Regions from separate parts of the Mus musculus genome. Here region 1 is linked to region 2. Evidence: chromatin contacts called from public HiCAR-type data. All regions are on one chromosome and are shown on one strand. Each heading gives the region's core, a stretch centred on a gene start, on an enhancer-like site or on the middle of the called end of the contact. The rest is flanking DNA. Distances are from core to core; before and after follow the strand shown.

Evidence for each region. HiCAR-type assays count read pairs that join an accessible place to other places.
Region 1: a contact with region 2 is called in a HiCAR-type map of astrocytes, with 4 times the contacts expected there. The contact joins the promoter of Clip3 here to the promoter of Blvrb in region 2. A contact is called at or near these places in 1 of 115 datasets of contacts at active chromatin or transcription factors (astrocytes) and 1 of 9 other capture datasets (pancreatic islet).

Annotation. Positions count from the first base shown.
Region 1 is chr7:30,289,226-30,294,657 of GRCm38.p6, reverse strand. It overlaps Clip3 (CAP-GLY domain containing linker protein 3), which reads right to left and starts at 2,963. Exons shown (of 14, transcript NM_001360763.1): 1 at 2,816-2,963; 2 at 2,292-2,503. The coding sequence starts at 2,457. It overlaps Thap8 (THAP domain containing 8), which reads right to left. Exons shown (of 3, transcript NR_144498.1): 3 at 4,421-5,125. It also overlaps the pseudogene Gm50588.
Region 2 is chr7:27,445,536-27,450,874 of GRCm38.p6, reverse strand. Blvrb (biliverdin reductase B (flavin reductase (NADPH))) reads right to left here and starts at 2,897. Exons shown (of 5, transcript NM_144923.3): 1 at 2,679-2,897. The coding sequence starts at 2,757. It overlaps Sptbn4 (spectrin beta, non-erythrocytic 4), which reads left to right and starts at 4,286. Exons shown (of 36, transcript NM_032610.2): 1 at 4,286-4,412.

The DNA of each region.
Region 1 (5,432 bases), core at 1,714-4,213, 2.8 Mb before region 2:
AGCTTTCTCCCTGAATAAGCCACACTTCCAAGACCTTTGTCCTACAAGCAGGACTATTCCTGGGGCCCGGCCTAGGTTCTGTGACTTCCAGCCAGATCCTGTTCAATTTCTAAAGGTTCTCCACTTTGCTGGGGTGGATCCCAAACTCCCACATGAGACTGTTGTGTGTGACTCTGTGTATACACATATGGACAGTGTGCACCGTGGGAACAGAGGTTGATGTCATCGGGTGTCTCCCTCTGTTGGCCACCTTAGTTTTGAGATAGGGTCAGCTCCAGGCATCCCCTGTCTCTGACTCCCTGGCACTAGCATTACAGATGCCAGCGGCCAGTGCCCAGTGCCTAGCCTTGTATGTGTGTACTGGGGATCTAAATATGTCTAAATGGCAAGGACTCTCTCAAATGAGCCATCTCTCCAGATAATATTCTTTTTATTTTTCTAGCTAGACTAAAATTTGTCCCTCTGATCGATCCCTTGTAGGTGACATGTCCACAGGCGATTCCTCCTGCCCCATCCCCCAACTCTCTGAACCTAGCACTAGTTTCTGAATCTCACAGCCCCTGGGCGCTGCCAGCCAACGCCTTCGCTGGAGAGGTCCTCACGCCTCTCCCCCACATCCAGTCGGGGCTGAGCGCCATCTCTCTCTCTCTAATCAGAAGCCAGAAGGAGCTTTCAAGGTTGTCAATCAAGAGCCAGTGGGATGGCTCTGCTGGTAAAGGCCTGTCACCAAGCCAGATGACCCAACTTCGATCCCGGGGATTCACGGGGTAAAAGGAGAGAAAGAGCTACAGAAATGTGTCATCTGACTGGCACACAGATGCCATGGCATGCACGTGCAAGCACACACAAAATCAACTAAAACGTAATTAACAAGGCTGCCCTACTCTATTTTTAGACTGCACACATGCACACACTGTTCTCTCCTTTTCACACTCAGAAAACAGGGAAAGCCCTTGGTGTGGCCTGGAAGTCCCTCCCAGACCTGTCCCCATTTCTGATTACTCCCTAAATGCAGCTTTGTGGTCTTGCAATTCCAAATGCATTTCTGCCCCTGGGCCTTTGCACATATTCTTCTACATTTCTGCCCCCGGGCCTCTGCACACACTTCTGCATTCCTGCCCCCGGGCCTTTGCACACACTCTTCTGCATTCCTGCCCCCGGGCCTTTGCACACACTCTTCTACATTTCTGCCCCCGGGCCTTTGCACACACTCTTCTGCATTCCTGCCCCCGGGCCTTTGCACACACTCTTCTGCATTTCTGCCCCAGCCTTTGCACACACTCTTCTGCATTCCTGCCCCAGGCCTTTGCACACACTCTTCTGCATTCCTGCCCCCGGGCCTTTGCACACACTCTTCTGCATTTCTGCCCCAGCCTTTGCACACACTCTTCTGCATTCCTGCCCCAGGCCTTTGCACACACTCTTCTGCATTCCTGCCCCCGGGCCTTTGCACACACTCTTCTCCAACTGGAGCTATTGGTCCAAGCTGCTTACAGCTGCTTCCTCCTGGTGCTTCTGGCCTCAGTCTGCAATGCACCTAATCAGAAAGAGCCAGCAACTACCCGCGTCTTCTGCTGGATGTCTCGCCTTTTGATACTTTGACAGCACACACTCCACTGTGCACAGTGAAGGTAGTATGTCCCTTCACTTGTTGGGTCTCTCTGAGAGCAAGGCTGATGCCTGAATCCTCCGTCCTCCACGAATGAAGACACTTCGTTTCCCCAGTTCCTCTCAGCTCCTCCCTCACACCCCTCCACCCCAGACCCTTGACTCCTGTGTTTAATTCTCCTGCAGCCTCCTCCTCCCTGCTCCGACCTGGGTTTTCCCCACATGCTACCTCTTAAGGGGAACCCTGTCTTTAAAAGCTCTTGCAGCATTCTGTGCTTGATAAAATCAATCTCATTGTCTCCTGTAATCTCATATTTAGCCTCATTTGTGGGACTGCGATTGGGGAGTTCTCTTGGCAAAGTCTTAGGAAAATCTTGCTCTGTGCTGTAGCTCCAGTTCCTAGCATAAAGTTAGGCTCGCAGTAGCTTCCAGACAGTGTTTGTTGAATGACTAAACGACTGAATTGATATGTCATGAATGGAGGACTAGAATTTTTCCAACCCCCATTCTCTAACAGATGATAGTGTAATTAACGAAGGAGAGCAGTCTAAAGGGCTCATCAACTAAGACTCCAGTGGACCACCTTCAGCATGCCCCCATCATCACCATCAACACAGCTCAGCCAAGCCACCCACCATCACCTAAAGCTCCAGACTAGATTCTAGGGTGGGGACAGTGGTTACCGTAGTCTTTGGGGAGCGGAGCAGGTGCTGAGGGGTGCACAACTGGCTTCTGCCGGCGCTCCTGGGTGGGGCTGGGGGCTTCTGGAACTGGTTCGTCTTCTTCCTCCTCCTCTTCCTCCTCCCCTCGGGGCGGAGGGGCCATTGGGGCAGGATCCGTCTTAGTCATGGTCCTCTGTAGCCCTTGGGGGCCTGTGCAAAGTTGGGGGGGTGGCCTGGAGGCAAACCCTTAAGATATAGGTCAGCATGAGAGGGCTCCCCACAGCGCGGGGGTCCAAGCCCCTTCAAGAGCCACGGGCGGCCCCCTAGTCCCCAGCTCTGGATTTGGGCAACCAAAGGGATCCCCGTTACTCGTTAGAAGGCCCAGGGATATGGGCCCCAATGCCTGCCACTTCTCTCAGGCCCAGCCTCCCATTCTTCTCTTCGGGTGCCAGGCCCCTGGGTCTCGGCCGCCCCCTCCCGGGGTTTGTTTATCTAGGGATGCAGGATGCTTCGCCCCTCCCCTTCTCCCCAGCCTCCCATCTTACCTCAGATGGCGCCGATTGGAGAGCAAGGCTGGGACTGAAGAGAGTTCAGGAGTATCGGGGTGTCAGTGTCGGGGGACGAGATGGGGGACGAGAGGGAGACAGAGAGAAGGGGACGAGGCCCAGACGCTGGCGGGGGATGGGGATGGAGAAGGAGGGGCGCTGGCGGAGCATGCGCAGTGACAAGACGCGGGGGAGGAGAAGCTGGGAGACAGAGCGCTGAGGCAGACGCTGGAGGCCACGGGAAGGGGCTAGACACTCGGGATCTCCAGAGGAATGGGAGATAGTCCCCTGGAAGGATGTGACAAACATAGAGTTGGAACAGGATGAGGTAGACAGAAGGACTAAAAAGACATGGGTGGGAACGGGTGTTTTCCTCCACTTAGCAAACCAGGTCGTGTTTAGCAGTGGTGAGTCTGGTACTGTGTCAGCCCTTTGTAAACTTCAGTCCTACTCCTTCTATGCTCATCCCACGTCCCACGTAAAGGGAGGGCCACATTTTTCTCTTCACTCTTACCCTCATCACCCAGGACAGAAAGGTTAGCCACCTGCTCAAGGATGGTGGTACTTGAACCAAGCTTTGTGGTTGCGGTAGTGTAGAGAGGTGACCAACGGTCTCTGGGTGCCATCTCTAAAAATATGTATCACTTCTAGCTCAGGGCCACCTCAGCCTCACACCTGCCTGGCCTTATCTATTACACCACAAATCACCGTGGCTTCGGCCTTCCACCTCTTCCTTCTAATGGGCAGACTGGGAATTTCCTCTTCGAGATAGTTCCAGAATTTTATCCTGCCTCTCCCTGCCTGGACCAGCCTCAGCCTCCTCTATTCTCTCTGTCCTCAGCCTGGCTGAACTGGTGCCGTAATAACAAGCTCTGCCTCTGGACCTTGCTGGACTCAGACACATTTGCTTGCCTGACACCAACCCCAGCAATAGCCAGTGTTAGTAGGTATGGTACAGGCCTACAACCCTGGCACTTAGGAGGCTGAAGACGGAGGCCTTGGATCCAGAGCCAACCTGGGCAACATAGCAAGAACCAATTACAATCGCTTCCTCCTCCACCTCCTCTTCCTCTTCTTTCTCTTCCTCTTCCTCCTCTTCCTCCTCACACACACACTCTCCAGTGTGGTCCACCATAGCCCACCATGTCCCTACATGACCTTGCCTGTCACCTCTCCATCTTCACCTTCCCTTAGGATCCACTTAGTTCACTTCACTACATCTGTACCACATCCTCACAGTCTCTTCTGCCTAGGAACTCTTCCCACAGACACCTGGATGGTTCCCTCCCTTCCCTCTTAGTATTTTACCCATAAGTACCTTTTCAGTGACATCTTTGCTCTTTATAAAAATTGTACCCACCCCCTTAGGTGTTCTCTAGGGCAATCCAGCCGTCCTCACTGTGATGGCCCAGATGGTAGGGGCTCTGCAGAGTTGCTCTTACCCTGGCCCAAGTGCCCTCCAGACAGGCTCCCTCTCCACCCACGTGTCACAGACACACTGCTGTCAGCCCCTCTCCTTCAGTCTTGATTGGCTCGGAGTGATTTGGTTTATTAGTTAACTAGTTCACCTTCTTCTCAAGCAGACATGAACTCAAAGGCAGGCATGGTTTGAGGCTGTGTCACCCCACAACAGGTGTTAGCAGGCCTGCTCATTTGTGACACGGTTGCAAATGGCCTAAGCTAGCCTTGAACTTGCTGTCATTCTCCTGCCCCTGCCTTCCTCTTGGTAGGATTACAGGATTACAGGCCTATTTTGGTTGGCGGGTGCTGGATGGAACTCGGGGTGGGGTGGGGGGTGGCTCTTATAGGCAAGCCCTCTACTGCAAGGCCACTCCTACACCCCCACAGATACAGAAGGCTCTTTAACACTGGACCCTGGTTTAAAGCAGAGACCCTGCAGGTGGAGCCAGTGTCCTGGTTGCCAGTCCCAGAGGCTCTCAGACAGTACAATGGACGCTTGTGTGCGCAGGCCAGCAGGCTCTCCCAGTACAGCTGCCACACCAGCTGTTCCAAAGCTCACAGCTGTGCCCGGTGCTGCTCTTGGTGTCTCTGAACCTGTGAACTCGTTGTTTCGGCACCCCATGAGTAGCCTGGTGTTGGTCAGGGGCTCCAAGCCCTGGCACTGTGGAAGCAAGTAGGAAGGACAATAGCGGCTGCTGCCTCAGGGTCTCCCCAGAGATGGAGGTCCCAGCACCATGAAATATACTGAGCCAGAGGCTGTGTGGCTGGGCTCCAGGGGCGCAGGGGAAACTTCCTGTCCAGGAGGAAAGGGTAGTGCCTCAGGCTTCTTGGTGTTCCTGGTTCTTGGTTCTGGAAGACAGGATGGAAGGGAGGGGTTAGAACATCAGAGCAGTCAGTGCTCCCAGGGGCATTCCTCTGGGTGTTAAGGGCTGGGGTCAGCTTCTACAGGGACCTCCCTTAGAGGGGAAGACTGAGGGGCAGAATCGAAGAGGGGCTTGCCTTGGTGGGTGGGGGCTGGAGCCCAGATTCTATGGTTATTCCCTAGTGGAGAAGGCTGGGATCAGTCTCTGCAGGGACCTCCTTACCTTGTCAGTTGATGCCCTGGAGACGGTGGAGGATACCGCATCAGGCTGCAGGGAGTGAACTCCCCATCGCC
Region 2 (5,339 bases), core at 1,648-4,147:
GATGGCTGTGATGACCACACCATTAACGAGAGGGATTGCGCATGCGTGGGTACCTCTTGCCTTCTATTTAAACTTGTAGCTTTCATCAAGACCTTGAAGGCTGGGTCTGGGTAGCAGAGGAGCTTCCCGACATGCTTACATTAAATTCATCTCCTTTTTCTACTTTCACTATTAGTTTTTCTCACTAATTGACCTGCTGAGGACACGTGGTCAGACCTGGCTGCCAGGGCCTAGGCTCAGATTCTAGCGACTCCCGCAGCAGCAACTTGATACATTTTGATCGTTTGTGACCAATTTAAAGCAGTCCAGCACTCACACTGAGCCCTAGTTTGAAAAGTCCTAGATTGTAACAATTTTACAAAGTGGCCATTCTTATCATACCAAGAAAGGGAAACTGAGGCAGGTTCTGGTAACTAGCCTTGGGCACACAGTGGGTAGAGAAAACCAGAGCTACATTTAAGACTGGGCTATAATCTTTATATCTGAGTTCAGTTGGCTGAGGAGTATAAGCACCCACTGGGCATGAGCCTTGGTTCTAAGCACTTTCTGCATTGTAAGTCATTTCATCAGAGTCTCAAGGCAACCCCTGTTTTTGTTGTTGTTTTGTTTTTGAGACAGGGTTTCTCTGTGTAGCCCTGGCTGTCCTAGAACTTACTCTGTAGACCAGGCTGTCCTCGATCTCACATAGATTCACCTGCCTCTGCCTCCCAAGTGCTGGGATTAAACACTTGCACCACCACCACCACCCAGCTAGCAACCTCTGTTTATCTGTTACTCTTATTTGTGTGTGTGCATGTATGGAAGTCAGAGGTCAAGTTCTTCTGAGTTGGTTCTCTCTTTCTGGGGATTTAACTCAGGTTGTCAGGTACCTTTACCCACTGACCTATCTGTCTAGCCCGCAACCATTGCTTCAATATTGGTCTTCTTTTCTCTTTTCTTTATTTATTTTACAGATATTTAGGTCTTTGACTGTAGATGACACAGTATTTGGTCACATCACTGTGGTATGTGGTAGACCTGGCTGTTTAAATACACAGGATGAACCCAGAGTCTGTTTGTTAGACCCTTGGTCCTACAAAATGACATTGAGGGACTAAAACCCAAGCCCTTCCTAGCTACTTGTTTTCCTTGACTGTGCAGTTTCTTGGGCACGCTAGGCCGCTAGGCCGTGGGGCCTACTGAGCCACGCCCCCCTCAAGCCTCTTCTCACAGGTGGATCCCAGGCAGGCGTTTCATCTCTGAGAGCTATATCCCCTAATCCCTTCCTGCCTTTTTTTTTTTTTTTTTCCTTTTTCTTTTCTTTTTTTTTTCCTCTTCCTGTTTCTGACAGGTTTTTCTGAGCCACAGGGAGAAAAAGGCCAGGCCTCCCGGAAATCCTTCGTGTAGTTCCGACTGTGACCAGCAGGGAGAGCCATCAGTAAACAGTGGTATTGGGGATTAAGGTATTTAACAGGATACTCCACAAATTCATGGTGACACAGCATTTGTCAACTTCTCTCTTCCTTTCCCTGTTCCTCCCTAGAAATGATTTATCAGCAGCTTGCTTTTGTTTTGTTGTTTTGACATAGGGTCTAAGGTTGCCCACGATGGCCTTGAACTTGCTGCGCAGCCAAGGATAGGTTTGATCTCCTGAGTCTCCTACCTCTGCCTCTCCAGGGGTGGGGGAAATTACAGGTCTACACCACCACAGCCAGCCTGTAGTTTGTTTTCTCTGGGAGGCCCAGGGCGCTCTCCTTTGCCACGAATTAAGGCCCTCATTAAGTCCCTGGGGGAAAGGATAGCCCATGGGGGGCGGGGGGATGGAACTTCTAGAAAAAGCCTCACCCAAAGCAGGAGCTGTGCTGGGAACCAGCAGGGACTGGGCTCTTTGTGGCCTCCACCCTTTTGGGGCACTCTGATAGTCAATATCTTAAGAATCGCCAAGGCTAGCAAGGGTGTGGCTCTTTATCTGGAACTTTCACGTCTGGTCCAGAGTTAACTTCTAGACTGAGGAGCCAGGGGATGATGGGGGATCCTGCGCCCTCCCCTCGGGAGGCCCCAAAGCTCAATGTCCTTCCCAGGACTTCAGTTCTTGGACTGCCCCTCTCTTATAGGGTGATCACCTCCATTCTCTTTGAAGTAAGTTGCTGCCTAACCTTTTCGATTTTCTGTTCCAGTGACCAAACTATGAGCCTGCAGACAGTTTTTTAGTGCTTAAGACCACGGACCGGAGTTCAAATCCCGACACAGCCATGTACCAGCAAGTCCTCTCCGCCTCAGTTTTCTTATGTGTCAAGTGGGGTAACACACTAGTTCCCATTCCAAATGAGGGTCACCAGAATTTTAACACGTGTAAGGAGATGGCCCGGCTGGCTGGATGCCAAGCTAGTCCTGGCTCAGAAAACCCTTTCTGGGTGTGCTAACTAGGACCACCACCACAGTTACGACATTTCATAAGAACCCCTGGTTTGCATAGAACTGTCAGAGGAGTCCTCCAGGTTCCCACAGTTAATTCCTTTACGCCTTGAACCCACATAACGCTGAATGTCAGAGTCCTCCATTTGTGCCCCCGTGACCACTTGCTGGCCCACAGGCTGGGGCACACACCGCCCCGTGTGGTCTCCGCCCGGCCCCCAGGACGACTTTTCCCAAAACTCCGCCCGGTGTTCATGACTTCCCCCACCCGCCCCGGCTCCTGCCTGCTTGCACCGCCTGCGCCAGTGTGGTGAGCCCGGTCCTGCCGGTGGCACCGAAGATCGCGATCTTCTTGACAGTCATGCTGCGGGGTCCAGGGCCGGAAAAGCTGAGAACTCCGAGGACGCGCGGGAACACAGTGGCTGCGAGGAGGCGCGCTGCGGGTCCTCCTCGACCCAGAAGGAGGGGGCGGGACCAGACAAGGTTCCAGCCTCCGCCTCACCCTCCTAATTTGGGTTCAAAGGGCGGGACCGAGGCGACCACGCCTCCCGCTGGAAAGAGCATGAGTAGGCGGAGGAGTCAAATTGCATTTCCAGAGCCCCTTCTCCGATAGGCGCTTAGACGTAGAAGCCACGCCCCTTCTAGGGAAGGGAGTGGGCGGTGCTAGAGCAGTTTGTCACTTAGCGCTCTGCCTACTAGAGACAGCCACCCTTAGTGGGCGGGGCTGAGCGGGGCGGGGCCGGCCGGGGCGTTACGCCCACCGTGCTCTCTTTGCTCACGCCCCCTTACAGACAGGCTCTGAGATGGTACTTCCCTCTACCAAAGCGTCCTCCCAACAAGCAAGAGGGGTGTGTGGGGTGATTTTGTGCCTGTGTGACCCTCAGTGACCACAAGGGACAGCATGGTTGTGGGCGACACCCGGTTTCATTCCTTGTGTTGCAATGTGAGTTGTGTATAGAGATCATTAATGTTATTTGGCGTCCATGGGGGTGATACTGTGAGGGGTACTCAGCCTGTGTGATATGGTAAGCTGTAATGGAGTGTGATACTTTCGGATTGGGAAGGTTTGGGACACCACATGGGTGCGTGATATGATCCCATTTATGTGTGACTGTGTGTGACATCAACTGAGATTCCTTTTGTGTCTTGTTGAGGCTCTGATGTATGGGTGTGTAGCAACACAGGGTGTGTCATCTTTTGTGCCTAGGCAACTGGTGTGACATTTTAAGCGTGTAAGACTATGCGATTGTGAACTTTGTGTTGTGTGAGCGTAGATACTCTGTGACACCTTGGAGGTGTGTGACATGCCTGACTGTATGTGCTATTGGTGGTGGTGGCTGTATGTGAGTGTGTCACAGTGCGTGGTCCTGCAGAGCACTATTCCATCCTGTGATACTGTTCAAGTGATTTCATGTGACCCTTATTGTGGTGGTGGCAGTATTTGAGTAACAATGTATGTACGATCCTGCAGGGCACTATTTACTGTATTGGTAACTACTGGTGATATCTGAGTGTCACTGTCAGTGGTGGCTATATCAGAGTGTGTCACAGTGAATGACCCTGCAGGACACATTCCAGAGAGGAAAACATTGCAAGTGACTGCGTGTGACAGACAGTTAGAAGGTTTGACCCTGACTGACCCCTTACGAAGGAGTGACACCATGAGAGTGTGCATGTGGAGAGAGTGTGTATGACGTTGCCAGGGGCCCGGTGTGTGAGTGGCAGTGTGGGAGTGTGTGACGCTGCCTCGAGCGCTCGCGAGCGCGGCTGTGCATCACACGCGTGGCCCGGTGTGTGACAGCGCGGGCGGCGGGGCGGCGTGCGGGAGGGGTCCCGGGGGCGTGCGGAGCGGCTGCGGCGCGTGGGGGGAGGCGCGGCGGCGGCGGCGCATGCGGATCTGGCCGAGCGGCGGGCCGGTGGGGCCGAACAGAGCCGGGCCCGGCCCGGCGACGAACGCCCGCAGGGAGGGCGGTGCTGCGCGGCGAGCATCCGGGACCGCATCGGCGGCCGGCGCCCAGGTGAGCGGCGGTGCGGACGGCGGCCCCTCCCCAGCATCTCCCCACCTGGCCCAGCATCCTCCCCCACAAGCTGGCGACCTGAGCCCTCGGATCTGTTTAGCCGGATAGAGGCTTGCGATCCAATGAACCCCTCACCCTCACCTAGCTCAGCCACTGAACCAGGCGTGGGTCACCCCAAGGCCTTGTCCTTCCCAGGCCCCCCTCCTCCGCACGGTGACTGGACCACAGGGGCAGAGAGGCGCGGCTTTGGAAGGGTTAAAGCCTCGGATCCCACTCTCAGCTCAGCTCCCCACCGGCTCTTGCTGGATCCCGCAGGACCCCTTTCCCTTTGCACCCCGGAAAGGCCAGAGCTGCAAGCTGGGCCCACAGAGAGCTCGCCAAGTGCTAAGCGCCTCCTCTGGCCCAAGTATCCTCCATTGGGGAAACAGTTGTGACCACCCATTAATAGGAAAGGAAATCAAAGCACAGAGAAACCGAGTTCCACACCGCCAGAATAAAGCATTGAACCCATCTCTTTTTTGACTCTTGACCAGACCCCCGGACTTGCTAAGATATGAGACCAAAGAGGGAAAACTCAGAGCTGGCTGGCTGTGTGTGTCAGTGGTGGAGCACATGGCTGTGTGAGGCTCTGGATGGAATTCAGACACTATGAGAAGAAAAGAATAAGGAGAGCTATGGATTGAGGCTTGGCGTGTACCAGATCCCATGGTTGCTGAGTGAGCAACTCATTTCATCTCCAGACCTCTGTAGGATTTTCACAGATGAAGACCAGATAGGGCAAGTGACTTGGCTGGGGTCACACAGGTAGCCATGTGGTCACTTACAGCTTTCTATGAAAGAAGAGAAGAGCAGTGGTTTTAGGGTGCCCACTTAAAGGAATAATCTACTGTTGGCCACAATCTACCACCTACTTAGCGTCTTAAACTC